Regions from separate parts of the Mus musculus genome. Here region 1 is linked to region 2. The links are chromatin contacts, called in public Hi-C maps. All regions are on one chromosome and are shown on one strand. The core of a region is the stretch at or near the end of the contact, and the rest is flanking DNA. Distances in the headings are between cores, read along the strand shown.

What was found. Hi-C and Micro-C count contacts between places; a contact is called where the count stands out from the background.
Region 1: a contact with region 2 is called in a Hi-C map of liver, with 2.2 times the contacts expected there. The contact joins the promoter of Vnn3 here to the enhancer-like site in region 2. A contact is called at or near these places in 5 of 39 promoter capture datasets (the 3T3-L1 cell line, 3T3-L1-derived adipocytes, liver and 1 more), 2 of 15 datasets of contacts at CTCF or cohesin (the NIH/3T3 cell line and embryonic stem cells), 11 of 484 Hi-C or Micro-C datasets (Sertoli cells, embryonic stem cells, extraembryonic ectoderm and 6 more), 3 of 115 datasets of contacts at active chromatin or transcription factors (embryonic stem cells and extraembryonic endoderm stem cells) and 3 of 9 other capture datasets (adipose tissue, liver and pancreatic islet).

The regions. Positions count from the first base shown.
Region 1 is chr10:23,847,384-23,854,407 of GRCm38.p6, forward strand. Vnn3 (vanin 3) reads left to right here and starts at 4,079. Exons shown (of 7, transcript NM_011979.2): 1 at 4,079-4,413; 2 at 4,524-4,654. The coding sequence starts at 4,201.
Region 2 is chr10:23,808,692-23,816,103 of GRCm38.p6, forward strand. It overlaps Slc18b1 (solute carrier family 18, subfamily B, member 1), which reads left to right. Exons shown (of 14, transcript NM_183116.2): 6 at 2,098-2,254. Among named protein-coding and RNA genes, the nearest start is that of Slc18b1, 15 kb to the left of the region's middle. Within about 2 kb of position 3,615, at least 42 of the 459 cell types and tissues checked have an H3K27ac peak or open chromatin away from gene starts, as enhancers often do. A contact at or near this core is called in embryonic stem cells, extraembryonic ectoderm, granulosa cells and 2 more, where this site is marked.

The DNA of each region.
Region 1 (7,024 bases), core at 2,829-5,328, 39 kb after region 2:
ACTTAGCATAATGAATTAGAAAGGAATTTTAGAGAAAAGCTATGAATTAGATGCAGGAAAATAGAGGCAGCAGGATCACAATGGTGACTTAAGTCAATAGCTGAAATGAGGGTGTTACTAGCATACCTACACAATAGCTTTAAACCATGTAACTTGTTTAAAAACACAAAGAAATGCCATCATGAAGGTGGACTTTGAGGTCATGAAATAGAAGAGGACTTTACTAAAGTTAGCCAGTTTTATCATGATGAAGACATTACTTGATGCAAATAGTCCTATATCCCCATCTTTCTGCACGAAACTTCAGAATTAGCAGTGTTCCAGAGATGCCTAGACATTCAATCCCAGGGTTCTTGTCATCACTGACTGTGCCAAACTCTAAGAACTATGTGGTGTCCTGCTAAATTTCAATTATTTTAGAATATTGTGTAGTCTATTCAATTATTTTAGAACAGCCATTGTTCTGATTAATGTCTTCCAATGATGCAAAACTTTGCCTGTTTGTTCTTCAGCATCTTTCATGAATGAGGGAGGCCAACCTTTTCATATGTGTGAGCCCAAGGTAATCACTGTTTTCTATTGTCATTTTGCAAACTCAATCAAGAATGGAGTTTCTCATATATAAAAGGAGTTTAAAAGGAGTCACCCTGTAATAGGGGACAATGCTTTTCCCAGACACCATAGATCATCCAATGAACACCCAGTTCTAAGTATGGATTACCTCTTTGTGAGTGTTGGTCAGTGGGCGTTGGCTCTTCCAGAAATTGATGGCAAGACCCATATTGCTGCAGACACCACATACTTAAGTCATGGGACATGGGACAGTTAGCCTGGCACTAACCTAGTTGCTTTGTTTCTAATTGGCTAGATTTCATTGTGCCAGAAAGTTCTACTTTGCTACAGAAAGAGAAAAGTATTTAGCAATCGTACTCAGCTTTGAACCCTGTGAACTGTACCATGGGTTAGCCTGCAAGATATGCCATTGGTAAAATAGTTTCATGGGCACAACCAAACACGTTCTGGGTTAGAATTAAAGTCTGCTTCTTAAGACAGAACTCATGCCTGGCTGATGCAATAGTGCTGCCCTGGTGGCCTGTCTGGCCATGCACTGGAGAGCAACAATCGACCTGTTATTATCTCATGGAGACTCTCTGGCCTGGAGCTCCCAGCATGTCTCCACCCAGCTTTCTAAGTTTCCACTGATGGATTGCTACCACACCAGCCCCATGCTTCAAATCCCTCACGGCCTTTGTGGTGCACCTCAGGCAAATCCACGCTTGGCTGCTGTACCTTTCTCTCTTGAACCTGGACGAGCCACCGAGTGAAGGAAATCACAACACAAACTTAGTTCAGAAATGATGGTAACTCAATCGCTTGGTGCAACAACTAAAATCCTAATCTTGTAAGCCTTGTTAAATCTAAATCCTCCAGTGGTGAATCCTGATGATTCAGCCATCGAAACCAGGAGACATCTTGTCCTCATGCTATCCCTGTTCCAAAAAGACCTAACTCTCTCCTGCTTCCTCTCTTCCCCTACCCAACCCAGAAGTCCCTCCTACTCGCGCAGTGATTGGCTCCTCTATTCATTAGGGGATTGGTTCACAAGACGTAACCTGAGTACTGACTCAGTCCTTGTCCACAACCTCTCCCAGGAGAGCGGGATTATCATCAAAATATAAACAGCACCAGGCTCATCCACAACACAATAGTAATTTTTCTATTGCTAGGATAAAACATGTTGACCCAGACAATTTATAAAAATAAGGACCTGTTTATATACCTTGAGATACCAGAGGGATAAAAGTCCATCAGGGCAGAGGAGTACAGTGGCAAACAGCTGGCATAGTGGCATGAAGTGGTTGCTGAGAGCTCACATCTTGATCTTTAAACACAAAGCAGAGAGAAGAAACTAGAAATGTTGTGACTCTTATACCCTCAAAGCCCACGACCAATGACATACTTCCTCCAACAACGTTATACCTCAAAAACCTACCTGATACCACCACGAACTGGGGCCGGTTATTACATGAGCTTATTGGGGGGGGGGGGGGGATTCTCATTCAGATCACTATGGCAGACTGTCATAGACCCTAGGAAAAGAATTTAACACTATTATTCTAAATGGACATAGAAATAAACTTCACCCTAAGATCGTATCTTTACATATGTAGATTAGTACATTTCTTAACCTTCATCAGAGAAGCTCCTCTTTCTCCTCCTCCTTCTTCTTCCTCCTCCTCCTCCTCCTCTTCCTCCTCCTCCTTTTCTTCTTCTACATTGATTAACACAGGGACCCATAACTGGCACACATGCAGAGAGTAAGAAAGAGTGGAGTGCTCAGCTCTAAATGACAAATCTAAATCACTCACCTCCCCAAGGATCAAAGATGACTGTGGAGGAGGCAATGGAAAGAATGTAAAAGCCAGAAATAGTGAACATCTACAGTGAATTGCATTTGCACATTGGACATGAGAGGGCCCTGGCACACACAAACTCAGAACCTATAGACTGCATAAGACCCACTCTAGATCAAGCTGCCTAAAATTCAGCAAGGATGGAGGAGAGGCTGCTGAAGTCTCACTCCAGTGCAGAAGGTGGCAATTGGTTGCTGCTGGGGGAAGAAAGATAAGGTTTTATTTCTGTTTTTCTTTCTTTGGTCAAATTTTATTTTATTTTTATTAAATTTATTTATTCACTTTACATCCCAATGTCAGCCCCCCTTTTTTTCCCAGTACCCCTCATGCAAATCCTCTCTGCATTCTTCCCTCCTTTGAGAAAGGGGAGTTCCCCTCTAGGTATTGCCCACCCCCAGCCCTTACTCTGCCTCCTGCACATCAAGTCTCTGCAGGGCTAGGTGCATCCTCTCTCACTGAGGCCAGATAAGGCAGCCCAGTTAGGGAAACAGGATCCAAAGGCAGGCAGACAAGGCAGGCAGGCAGACAGCTGAGTTAGAGACAGTCCTCTCTTCTGTTGGAGGACCTGCATAATGACCAAGCTACAGATCTGCTACATACGTGCAGGGACCTAGGTAGGTCCAGCTTATGCTTGCTCTTTGGTTGGTGATTCAGTCTCTGGGAGCCCCCAAGGGTCCAGGTTAGTTGACTCTGTTGGTTTTCCTGTGGAGTCCTTGTTCTCTTCAGGTCCCTCAATCCTTCCCACAGCTCTTCCATAAGGCTCCCCAAGCTCCATCTAATGTTTGATATGAGTCTTGCATCTCATTCCATTGGCTGCTGGGTGGAGCCTCTCAGAGGAAAGTTATTCTAGGCTCCTGTCCTAGAGACTCCTTCCCCCTACCATCAACTATGGAAAACCTGGACTCATTTGGACCTGATATATATATATATATATATATATATATATATATATATATATATATATATATATATATAGAGAGAGAGAGAGAGAGAGAGAGAGAGAGAGAGAAGAGGTGTGAGAATGGGGGTTGGATTTGTGTGTTTGACTAAAACACATTATAGACCTGTATGAAATTCTCAAATGAAACAAAGGATGGCTGGAGAAATGGTTTAGTAGTTAGGAACACTTGTTCTTTCAGAAGACCTGGATTTGTTTCTCAGTATCCTTGTCACCACCAATACTCATAACCCCTGAAACTCCAATTCCACGGGGAAATCTGACACCGTCTTCTGACCTTCCTGGATTGACCTGACCAGTCATGGACTTGGTACAGATACACACATAGAGGCAAAATACCCATACAAATAAAACAAAACAAATCTAATTAAAATAAAACCCTCAGGCTTTTCTTAGACTGTTTTGTCCCTATTGCAGCCATAAGTATAAATCCTCAACAAATTGTTGATGTGATAGCTGTCTTCTAGAACACCACAGTATTTACTGTACTAATGGGAATATTGGTGTGCTAGTAAAATACCTTTAATTTAAAAATACACCAATTAAGAACTTGACCAGTACGTTTAGTATGGACTCAACTGGTTGGTTCAGTGATTTCCCTTTTAGAGATGAGTTGGCCTCTGAGCAATGTCAACAATTGCTGCAAACCCATGCTCATGCAATTCTGAACTTCTGCCAATCTTGCATAACCCTGTTCCTCAATGCCGTGTTCCATAATATATTCACAGGCAGCTGGCTGGCATCACGACTTGCGTCTGAATATTTTTTTTTCCCACTGAGATACAGTAGAAGAACCTTCTGATTTTCAGAGATCACTCTATTTTAATTATGGCTTCATTACATTTTCCTCAATGGGCAGTGAGTTTTGTCTTCTTTGCCCAGGCTGTGGGTTCAATGGACACTTTTATTGCTGCTGTGTATGAACATGCTGTTATACTGCCAAACAAAACTGAAAGTCCTGTTTCCACTGAAGAGGCTTTGCTCCTGATAAACAAGAACATAGACATTTTGGAGAGTGCAATCAAGCTGGCAGCCAGACAGGTAACACTCTTTTGTTCATGTCTGAGATGGGATATTGATTGCAGCTGGACAAGAATGTAGATATTTAAAAATGATGAGGAAACTTTTCTTTCCATGTCTGTTTTGAGCAGGGTGCACATATCATTGTGACGCCAGAAGATGGAATCTATGGTTGGATCTTCACCAGGGAGACCATTTACCCCTACCTAGAGGATATACCAGACCCTGAAGTGAACTGGATTCCCTGTAGAGACCCTAGGAGGTAACATCATGCCAAAGAGTAAATGACTCTGTCAACAAAGAGTTAACGATGAGATAGAGCAGTAATGTCACCAGGCTTGACTTGTTATTTTTTTCTGATGATTAGACAGTCTGTGGCACTGGCCTAATGCTTCATAGTGTCTGCTACTCACTGTGCCTTCATGTGGCAAATATCTTTGGCTAAGAATACTTGATTCATTACGACAACAGTTCTCTTTAAAATCTAGCATGTGAACTGTTCCCCACAAGTATGTTTAACTAAGTTTCAGCCAAGTGAGAATGGTACTTCTGGAACTTGAGCTCTCAAGTGCAAGTCAGTGGGTTCGCCCAGGAGCCTTCACAAGAAGAGTGAAATGATTAAGGAGCCTGTGTGCCTTGCCTTTTCCTTTGCCTTTGCCTTTTCCATTTCCTTTTCCTTTTCCTTTTCCTTTTCCTTTTCCTTTTTCTTTTCCAGTCACTGTTTCTAAGGTCCAGAGACACATTAAAACAACTACCTATGACTGTCTGTAAAGACATGGATACAGACAGATGGACAGACAGAGCGATAGAGACAGAGAGACACAGAGACAGAGAGATAAGAGATAGACAGAGACAGAGAAACAGAGACAGGCAGGCAGGGGCGAGAGGGAGAAAGGGAAGAGAGCGAGAAGGGGGTGAGTATCACGGCTGAAGGAAGTCCAACTGGAAACTGTTGAAAAATCTAAGGCCAGCTTTTAGATAATATAAATATACCACCTGAGAGTCTACAGGAAGACACTGGTTAGGCTTGTGAGTGGATCCATAGGGGAGAACACTGGGGAAACTGTGAACGGTTCCCAAGCTAACCCTTCCAGAGCCTGTGTTGCTAACACCGTGCCGTCACCTTGGTTCCACAGTAGTCAGTAAGGTGCATGGGAGTTTCAGGGGGCTTGAACAGGAAGCTTCCTTTCTGAGTCCACATCTTACTACCTCCCAGCTGAGTGGATGGGTACACAGCACAAATGTTTCTCTGTCTATAATATGAGTGCAATGAAATTCCATCCCTACTTTCCTTATAGAATAGACAAGAATGTCAAACAAAATGGTGTGTGTGACCCTTTACCCTGCAGTGTTCTTTTTAACATCTCAGGTCACAACGACTTCTTTTTGGTAGAAGAAAACATGTGTAAACTACTACAAACTTTTTTAATAGAGATTTTAGAAATTATTAATAAGTGTGGTTTGAGCATAACTTCCTTAAAATATATATTTAATTAAGAAATTATGTTTATTAATTTAAATGAAGATGAGATAGATTTGTTGGTGTCCTTACCTTTTAGCATAGTTCACAGGTGATTTTTTTTTAAGTAGGGAAATTTTAAAACTGCTTTCAGTTGCCAACTTTATATCTGCATGCACCCGTTCAGACTCATATCTATTGCCTTCAAGGCAGTGGTTCTCAATCCATGGGTTGTGATCCCTTTGCGTCAAACACTTTAACAAGGGTCATGTAAGACCACTGGAAAACACACGTATTTACATTATGATTTATAACAGCAGCAAAGTTATAGTTAAGAAGTAGCAACAAAAATAATTTTATGGTTGAGGGTCACCACAAGACGAGGAACCGTCTTAAAGGGCCGCAGTGTTAGGAAGGCTGAGAACCACTGCTCCGAGGAAGAGCTTTTAGACATAATTCTGGCCCCCTGAAGCCAGCTGGAAAGAAAATCCAAAGCTTCCATATTTGAGCTCTGCTATTTGAGTCAAGCCTCACCTTGAGACTTCTACCTTTGGGAAAATATTTTCCAAATGTCACATGATCTGTGTGTCCAGGAAGCGCAGGAGAGTGACTCCGTGTCTTCTTCCTGAAAGCTTCTCCCAGCACAGGAGGCAGTCATTACTTGCTGTCATTCTACTGCATGCGTTAACACATACCTCACTCTATGAGGTCACTCGAGCTGACACTCCGAAGAGAAGGTGCCCGTAAATCCGATAGTCATGCTTGCTTGAATTCTGTTAAGTCGGGAAGGCTTAAGTGGCTTATGAAATTCTAACACTGAATTGTTCCAATGATGAACATTCAGCTCTGAAGAACAAAAAGGAGGAAGTCAACTGGGTATCCGAGCTTATGACTGCAATCCTAGCACTCAGGAAAAACGTGGCAGAAATTGGTTCTTGAGCTCAAAGGCAGCCTGGGCTACACACCGAGAGTCTACTTAAAACCAAGCAAAACAACAACCTGGAACTGTTAGGGAGGTGGCTCAATGGATAGGGCACTTGCCAATTAAATGCGATATCTGGAGTTCAGATCCTCAGAACCCACACAAAAGCCAGGCTGGCATAGAGGCCATCTGTAGTCTAGTACTTTGGAGGGAGAGATGGGGGATTCTCAGGGAAACTTAGCTAGTCACAC
Region 2 (7,412 bases), core at 2,365-4,864:
GGTACATATGCACACGTACACACAAGTACATGTGCACACTTATACACGTGCAGACAGGTACATATGCACACGTACACACAAGTACATGTGCACACTTATACACATGCAGACAGGTACATATGCACACGTACACACAAGTACATGTGCACACTTATACACGTGCAGACAGGTACATATGCACACGTACACACAAGTACATGTGCACACTTATACACATGCAGACAGGTACATATGCACACGTACACACAAGTACATGTGCACACTTATACACGTGCAGACAGGTACATATGCACACGTACACACAAGTACATGTGCACACTTTTACACGTGCAGATAGGTACATTTGTATACACACACATATGCACATACATACACATGTACACACATGTACAAACATACATGTGCATATGGAGTAGCAGAGTGATTCTCTTCCCTCCCTCCCTTCCTTCCTTCCTTCCTTCCTTCCTTCCTTTCTTTCTTTCTTTCTTTCTTTCTTTCTTTCTTTCTCTCTCTCTAGATTTATTTATATTATGTATATGAGTACAGTGTAGCTATCTTCAACACACCAGAAGAGGGCATTGGGTCTAATCACAAATGGTTGTGAGTCACCATGTGGCCACTGGGAATTGAACCCAGGACCTCAGGAAGAGTAGTCCGTGTTCTCAACAGCTGAGCCATCTCTCCAGCCCCCTTTTCTTTGCACAGTTGATGACATACTCTTCACACTATTTAACACCTCACTAATTTTACTGATAAACTCACATTGGTGGCTACAGTATCTAGTTATAAAACCCATCCATTCTCTCTTTACTGGCTGTGTACACTTACACCGCATAGATATCTCCTAGTTAATTAAAATGCTAGTGAATATTTACATCATTTGCATCTTTTGTTCCTTTGTTTAGAACAGGGTCTCATTTAGGCCAGGCTTGCTAGAACTCTCAACAGTTGACCTTGAACTCCTGGTTTTGGTGCCTGAAACCTTTCTCTTGGGTGCTGAGATCACAGGTGTCTGCCACTGCACCTTGCTTCACATTGCAAACAGTGCTATAGTATCAGTGTGTGAACCAACATCTCTCTCTCTCTCTGTATAAACTGTGAAGTGACATTTTTAAAAGTAGTACTCTCATAATTCTGTTTTTGCTTACATTTTTGAGAATTTCTACATGAGTACAATATATTTGTATAATTTCCACTCCTTTTCCTTAGTTTACTGCTTTGTGTGTGTGTGTGTGTGTGTGTGTGTGTGTGTGTGTGTGTAAACACAGCTTCCACCAAGTTCATCTAGTGTTGCTCATACGTCTCTATGCTCAGCCCTGACCACAGTTGGATAACCAACCCGGGGCTCCCCCTGGAGGATACTGATTCCCTTTCTTAGCAGCCATTGGTTGCCTATAGTGCTCACCTGGGGATAAAGCTCTGTGAGATTTCTCCCATCCACGGGCACGTCAGTCAGTTAGTGTAGTCACTATGCTGGTCTTCCTCAGGTAACTGTATTGTTGGGATGTCATGGATGCAACTTCCCTGTCTCATGCAGAGGACACTCTCTCATCGCAGATGTCCTGGGCCTCTGGCTCTTTCCATCTTCTGCCCCTATTCCTTGGTGCTCCCTGAGACGTAGGTATATGGGTTGTAGTGCATGTATATCAGTTGGTGTTGAACACCCTGTGACCAGTTGTATTTTACATTTTGACCAGTTGTAGATTTCTGTAATGGGCTCCAGCAGCTTAGAAAAGAAACGTCTTTGATGAAAGGTGGGAGGTGCACTTCCCTGTGGATGTACGGACAAATATTTCAAATGTGGTTACAAACTATACTGCTTTAGGAAAATGGCAGTTACCAGGGTCTATTTCCATGTCTATGGCCTTACCAGCCACAGGGAGGCTAGCTAGGTTTACAGGACCAGGCATTTTGAGATGGGGTCTTACTATGCCACCCTTTCTGGCCTGGGACTCATAGACATCTACCTGCCTCTACTTCCCAAGTGCTGACATTAAAGGTCTGTGTCATCATGCCTGACACTAGTAATTCTTCATCTAAAATACATGAGCTAAATCCTCGTTTCATTTTTGTTTTTTGTTTTTTTTTTACTTTTAGGGAAGTCTTGAGGTTTTTTCTGGACTGGGGCTGGTAGCAGGCCCCCCTTTAGGTGGCCTTTTGTATCAATCCTTTGGCTACGAGGTACCCTTTATTTTTCTGGGGTGCATAGTCCTGCTGATGATACCACTCAACCTATACATTTTGCCTAGTTATGGTAAGTTCAAACTTAATACTCGCTTTAGACCTTTTATTTTATTTGTATGTCTTTGTAAAGGATACATTACGGTATGTTGGCTTTTAGTTAATGTAATCAATGATACCTCTTTTGCCACACCCTCAAAAACTGGCTCTCTTTCCTAAAACATGGGTAATTAATTCATGAGAACTTTTGCTTACAGAGGACTAGGGATAAAGCTCAATTAGCAGACTACTTGCATCAAGTCCTAGGTTTGCTCTCTAGCTCCACACAAAGAGAACGATGGTGGTGCTCATCTTTAAAGCACCTCAGCTATAGGGTGAGTTTACGGCCAGCCTAGGTTGCATGAGGCCCTATCTTCAAACAAACAAACAAACAAACAAATAAATAAATAAAAGCATATCACAAAAATTTCTAGGTTTTAGGAGGATCAAAATACTTAATTTCTCCTCACAAGCCATTGCCATTGGGCTGAACTAAATCACCAGAAACTGCTGTGGGCAACACATTTTGTCTACAAAGCAGTAAAAGCAAGGTGAGATCCCTATAAGTTCTAGGCCAATGTGGCTTTAGGTTCTTTTGTTGTTTTTTTTTTGGGGGGGGGTGGGGTGGGGGTGGGATGGGGTGGTTGAGACAGGGTTTCTCTGTGTAGCCCTGGCTGTCCTGGAACTCACTTTGTAGACCAGGATGGCCTTGAACTCATAAATCTGCCTGCCTCTGCCTCCCAAGTGCTGGGATTAAAGGCGTGTGTCACCACCCCCCCCCCCCCCCCCCCCCCCCCCCCCCGCTCGGCTTGTTGGTTTGTTTTTAATACGGTCTCACTATGTAGCCCTGCCCACCCTGGAACTCACACGCCCAGAGATCTTCCTGCCTCTACCTTTCCCAACTCTAGGTTCTAGGTCAACTTTGTGTACTTAGTGAGTTCCACGCCATCCTGGGCACAAAGTGACACGTTTGTTTTTCACTCCGTGAGTTTCTTTGAGATACATCTCAAACAAACTAAAACATTCAGTGTAGCCGGTCAAGGCCAATTATTCCTTCCCAGTGGGCCTTCTGCTTGTCTGGAGCAGTAATAGTTACAAGGACACAGTAAGATAATAGTTCCTGGCACAGTAAAGGAATCATTCCGGGTCAAAGTTTCCATCCCCACATAAATCACTAATCACAGTGATAAGCAGCTGCATACTGTCATGGTTAACTGATAGGAGCTAACCAGGGCAAGGAGCACAGAACACTTTGGGCCATCAGGTTCTTAGCTGTGGCTCATTGGTAGTTCCCTTTGGTCCAAATGAAACTTACTAGCCAGGTTATGTACATTGTAAGCATTGATTCTTAGTAGGGTAGTCAACTTGTATTCTTGCTAGGTTACTATGGGGAACTGGGGAGAACAGAGCCAGCGAGGCAATACCACAGTAAACCACAAGGTGGTGCTTATCCTCTTTGCAAGTGTAAGGAATCAGTTTTTTGTTTGTTTGTTTTGTTTTATGTTGTTTTCCCTTCGTTTAGCATCCTGGGCTATGTCCAGGTATGATGGCTAAACAGTCAGCAACAGACCTGGGGAGATGGGTCAGCAGTGAAGAGCATTGGATGCTCTTGTAGAGGACCTAGGCTCAATTCCCAGCAACTACATGGTGGCTCACAGCAGCCATCTGTAATGGAATCTGATGCCCTCCTTCTAGTGTGTGTCTGAAGACAGCTGCAGTGTCCTCATATACATAAAAAAAAAAAAAATCTCAAAAAAAAAAAAAGAAAGAAAAAGAAAAAAAGAAAAGAAAAGAAAGGGGTTAGATTCTCATGTAGCAAAAGGAAAAAAAAAACTCTTTATTACATTAGGAAATGAGAAAAGATAGCTAAGACAGGCTAATTAAAACTGGAATTTAAAAAAATCCCTAAGGTCGATAATATTAAGTTTGGAGTGTTCCTAAATAAGTGCACTCTTACAGTTATTGAAAGTTTTAATGCCATTGAAAGTTTTAGGATAGATGTTACAGGAAATCTCCAACCCAAATAAACCCACGCAAAGAAAACACGACTCAGTTAATATGAATAAAACTGCATGCCTAGATTGGGCAGATCTGCCGCTACACTACCATCTTCCTCATCTGTGAGACCCCTTATTTGCTTGTGGTTCCTCCAGGCCACGGGCTTCTGCTCCACTTTCCTTCCACCCCCTCTGTCGTCCTCTCTTCTCCCTCTCCTCCATCTCGCCCAAACTTTCAGCTCCACCTTCTCTTCTCCTGCCCAATCACAGGCTCTAGCCTTTGTTTTACAAATTAAGTAGGGGGGAGGACTCATTCGTGTCCTAAGCCCCTCCCTGGAGAGTGGAATTAGCATCAAAATACAAGCAGTCCCTGGGCCATCAGCAACTGTAATGAAGTTGTCTTTTGTTTTGACTTGTGAGCAGTTAGAATCCTGTGTTCAATACCTGCTGCTCATTCCTTCCACCCCCATGGCCCGCCATACTTAGGCTACTTAGCATTGTGTGTTAGGAGTCCTTGACCCATTTCCATATCTGCTCTCCAGTTGTTCCCTGATGTCCTGTTCTAACAGTCATGGCATGCCACGCCTCTCATTAAAACCCTCAACCTGAGAATCTGAGGAGCCTGCTTTACACCATGGTGACAGGAGGATCTATGGAGTTACACAATAGTCCCACCTCCTTTGTGGGCCACATACTACAAGACCAGAGCACACATCAAGCCCACTTCTACTAAGTTTTGATGTGTGCACACATACTTACGGTAAAGTTTAATTTAAAATTAGGCACAGTTAAGAGATTAACAATATGGGGCTGGTGTGATGGCTCAGCGGTTAAGAGTACTAGCTGCACTTGCAGAGGAACAGAGTTCAAGTCCCAGCATCCACATGGTGGTTCACAACCATCTGTAACTCAGCTCTCAGGACAGAGCATCCTCTTCCGGCCTCTGAAGCACCAGGAACACATGGCAGGTTCCTGGCACAGACGGACATACAGGCAAAACACCACATACACATTAAATAATTAAATAATTGTAAAAGGAGATTAGCAATAATAATGAAAGCATAAAACAAGTACGATTACTATAATTAAAGTTGTTTAAAATTTAGAAACTCGTTGTTTCTGGATTTTTCCAGTTATTATTGTTATTATTATATAATTTTTTTTTAAAGACAGGGTTTTTCTGTGCAGCCCTGGCCATCCTGGACCAGGCTGGATTTGAGTTCAGTGATGCACCTGCCTCTGCCTCTTGAGTGCTGGGATTAAAGGCTTGCACCACCACGCCCAGCCATCCTTTTATTTTAAAACTTAAAACAATCGGTACATTTTACTTATTTCATTTTCTGTGTGTGAGTTTTTGACTGTGTGCATGTCTGGTGCTCACAGAGGTCAGAAAGAAGGCATGTGGGCACTGGAAACTAAACCTCTGTCTTTTGTAGGAGCAGCTAGTGTTCTTTACTGAGCTATATATTATAACAGATAATGCTTTCTGTATACGCAAGAAATGTAACAGATTAAAACAAAAGGTTTTTTTATAATTAAAAAAATTTTTTTGATTTATTTATTTATTATATGTAAGTACACTGTAGCTGTCCTCAGATACTCCAGAAGAAGGCATCAGATTTCATTACAGATGGTTGTGAGCCACCATGTGGTTGCTGGGATTTGAACTCGGGACCTTTGGAAGAGCAGTCGGCACTCTTAACCACTAGCCATCTCACCAGCCCTTAAAATTATTTTTATTTTAATATTATATTATTTGTTGTTTTCTCTCTGTCTCTGTCTCTGTCTCTCTGTCTCTGTCTCTGTCTCTCTCTCTCTCTCTCTCTCTCTCTCTCTGTGTGTGTGTGTGTGTGTGTGTGTGTGTGTGTAGCCCTGTCTGGCTGTCCTGCAACTCACTCTTGTAAACCAGGATGGCCTTGAACTTAGACTCCAACAACCTCTCTCTCCCAATTGCTGGGATTAAAGGCATGTGCCCCATGCCTGGTTATTTTTACCATTTTAAATTGTGTGATGGGGGCTGGTGAGATGGCTCAACAGGTAAGAGCACCCGACTGCTCTTCCGAAGGTCCTGAGTTCAAATCCCAGCAACCACATGGTGGCTCACAACCATCCGTAATGAGATCTGACTCCCTCTTCTGGTGTGTCTGAAGACAGCTACAGTGTACTTACATATAATAAAATAAATAAATAAATAAATCTTTAAAAAAAAAATTGTGTGATGAGTGCAGAGGCTTTGGAGCCCCTGGAGCTGGAGCTACTGGTGGTTGTGAGCCACCTGATGTGGGTACTGTAAACAGAACTCTGTTCCTCTTAAAGAGAAGTGAGTGCTCTTAATTGCCAACCCATCTCTCCAGCCCATCTTTTGTAATTTTCAATTCAAATTCATTGAAGTTCAAAATCCACTAAGATCAACTGCCTGCTGGCAATACCTGGCTATGCCACAAGGTGGCACTATACCCTCTCTAAAGTAAAATACATACTCTGGTTTGAGGGTTGCGCTTTTGAATGACAGTATTCTCTGTATTCTGAAAATTTCCCTGAGAATATTACCTAAAATAACAAAAGTTTGCACAGTCTTTGAATATTTAGATATTGCAGATAGCCATGCTGATACTCAGATAGTCATGAACTTGGGTTAGGAGACTGGGAGACATGATCTTAAATGATAAAAGTCGTTCACACAGTGACACACCGCCTTCCAGTCTCTCAATGTAGGGTTTAGTTTGCACTCACAAAAGTAACCAGGTCTTGTTTTACAAAGAAAATTAGGAACCCCCCCCTCCCATGACACACACACACACACACACACACACATACACACACCCCTGGTGGAGCTCGAAGCACAGATGGTGATTTCTCTGTGGCTGTTCATGCCACTGTCCCATCCAAAAGGCCTTACTTCTAGATTATAAGGTGAAAACCTCCCGGCACACACTGATTGCACTGGACAGACACTATTTGTGTTTGAAAACCTGAGATTTGCTTTTTTTTTATTATTTTTTTTTTATTTTGGAGTTTTGTTTTGTTTGTCTTTTGAGATCAGTCTTACGGAGCCAGGCTGGCTTCACTCACTATGTAGCGGGGGATGAAATGAATTCCTGAACCTCCTGCTTCTACCTCCTAAGTGCTGAGATGCTGAGTATATGTCACCACGCCAGGGTGAAAGGCAGTCTTTTCAATAAAAATTGATCATGC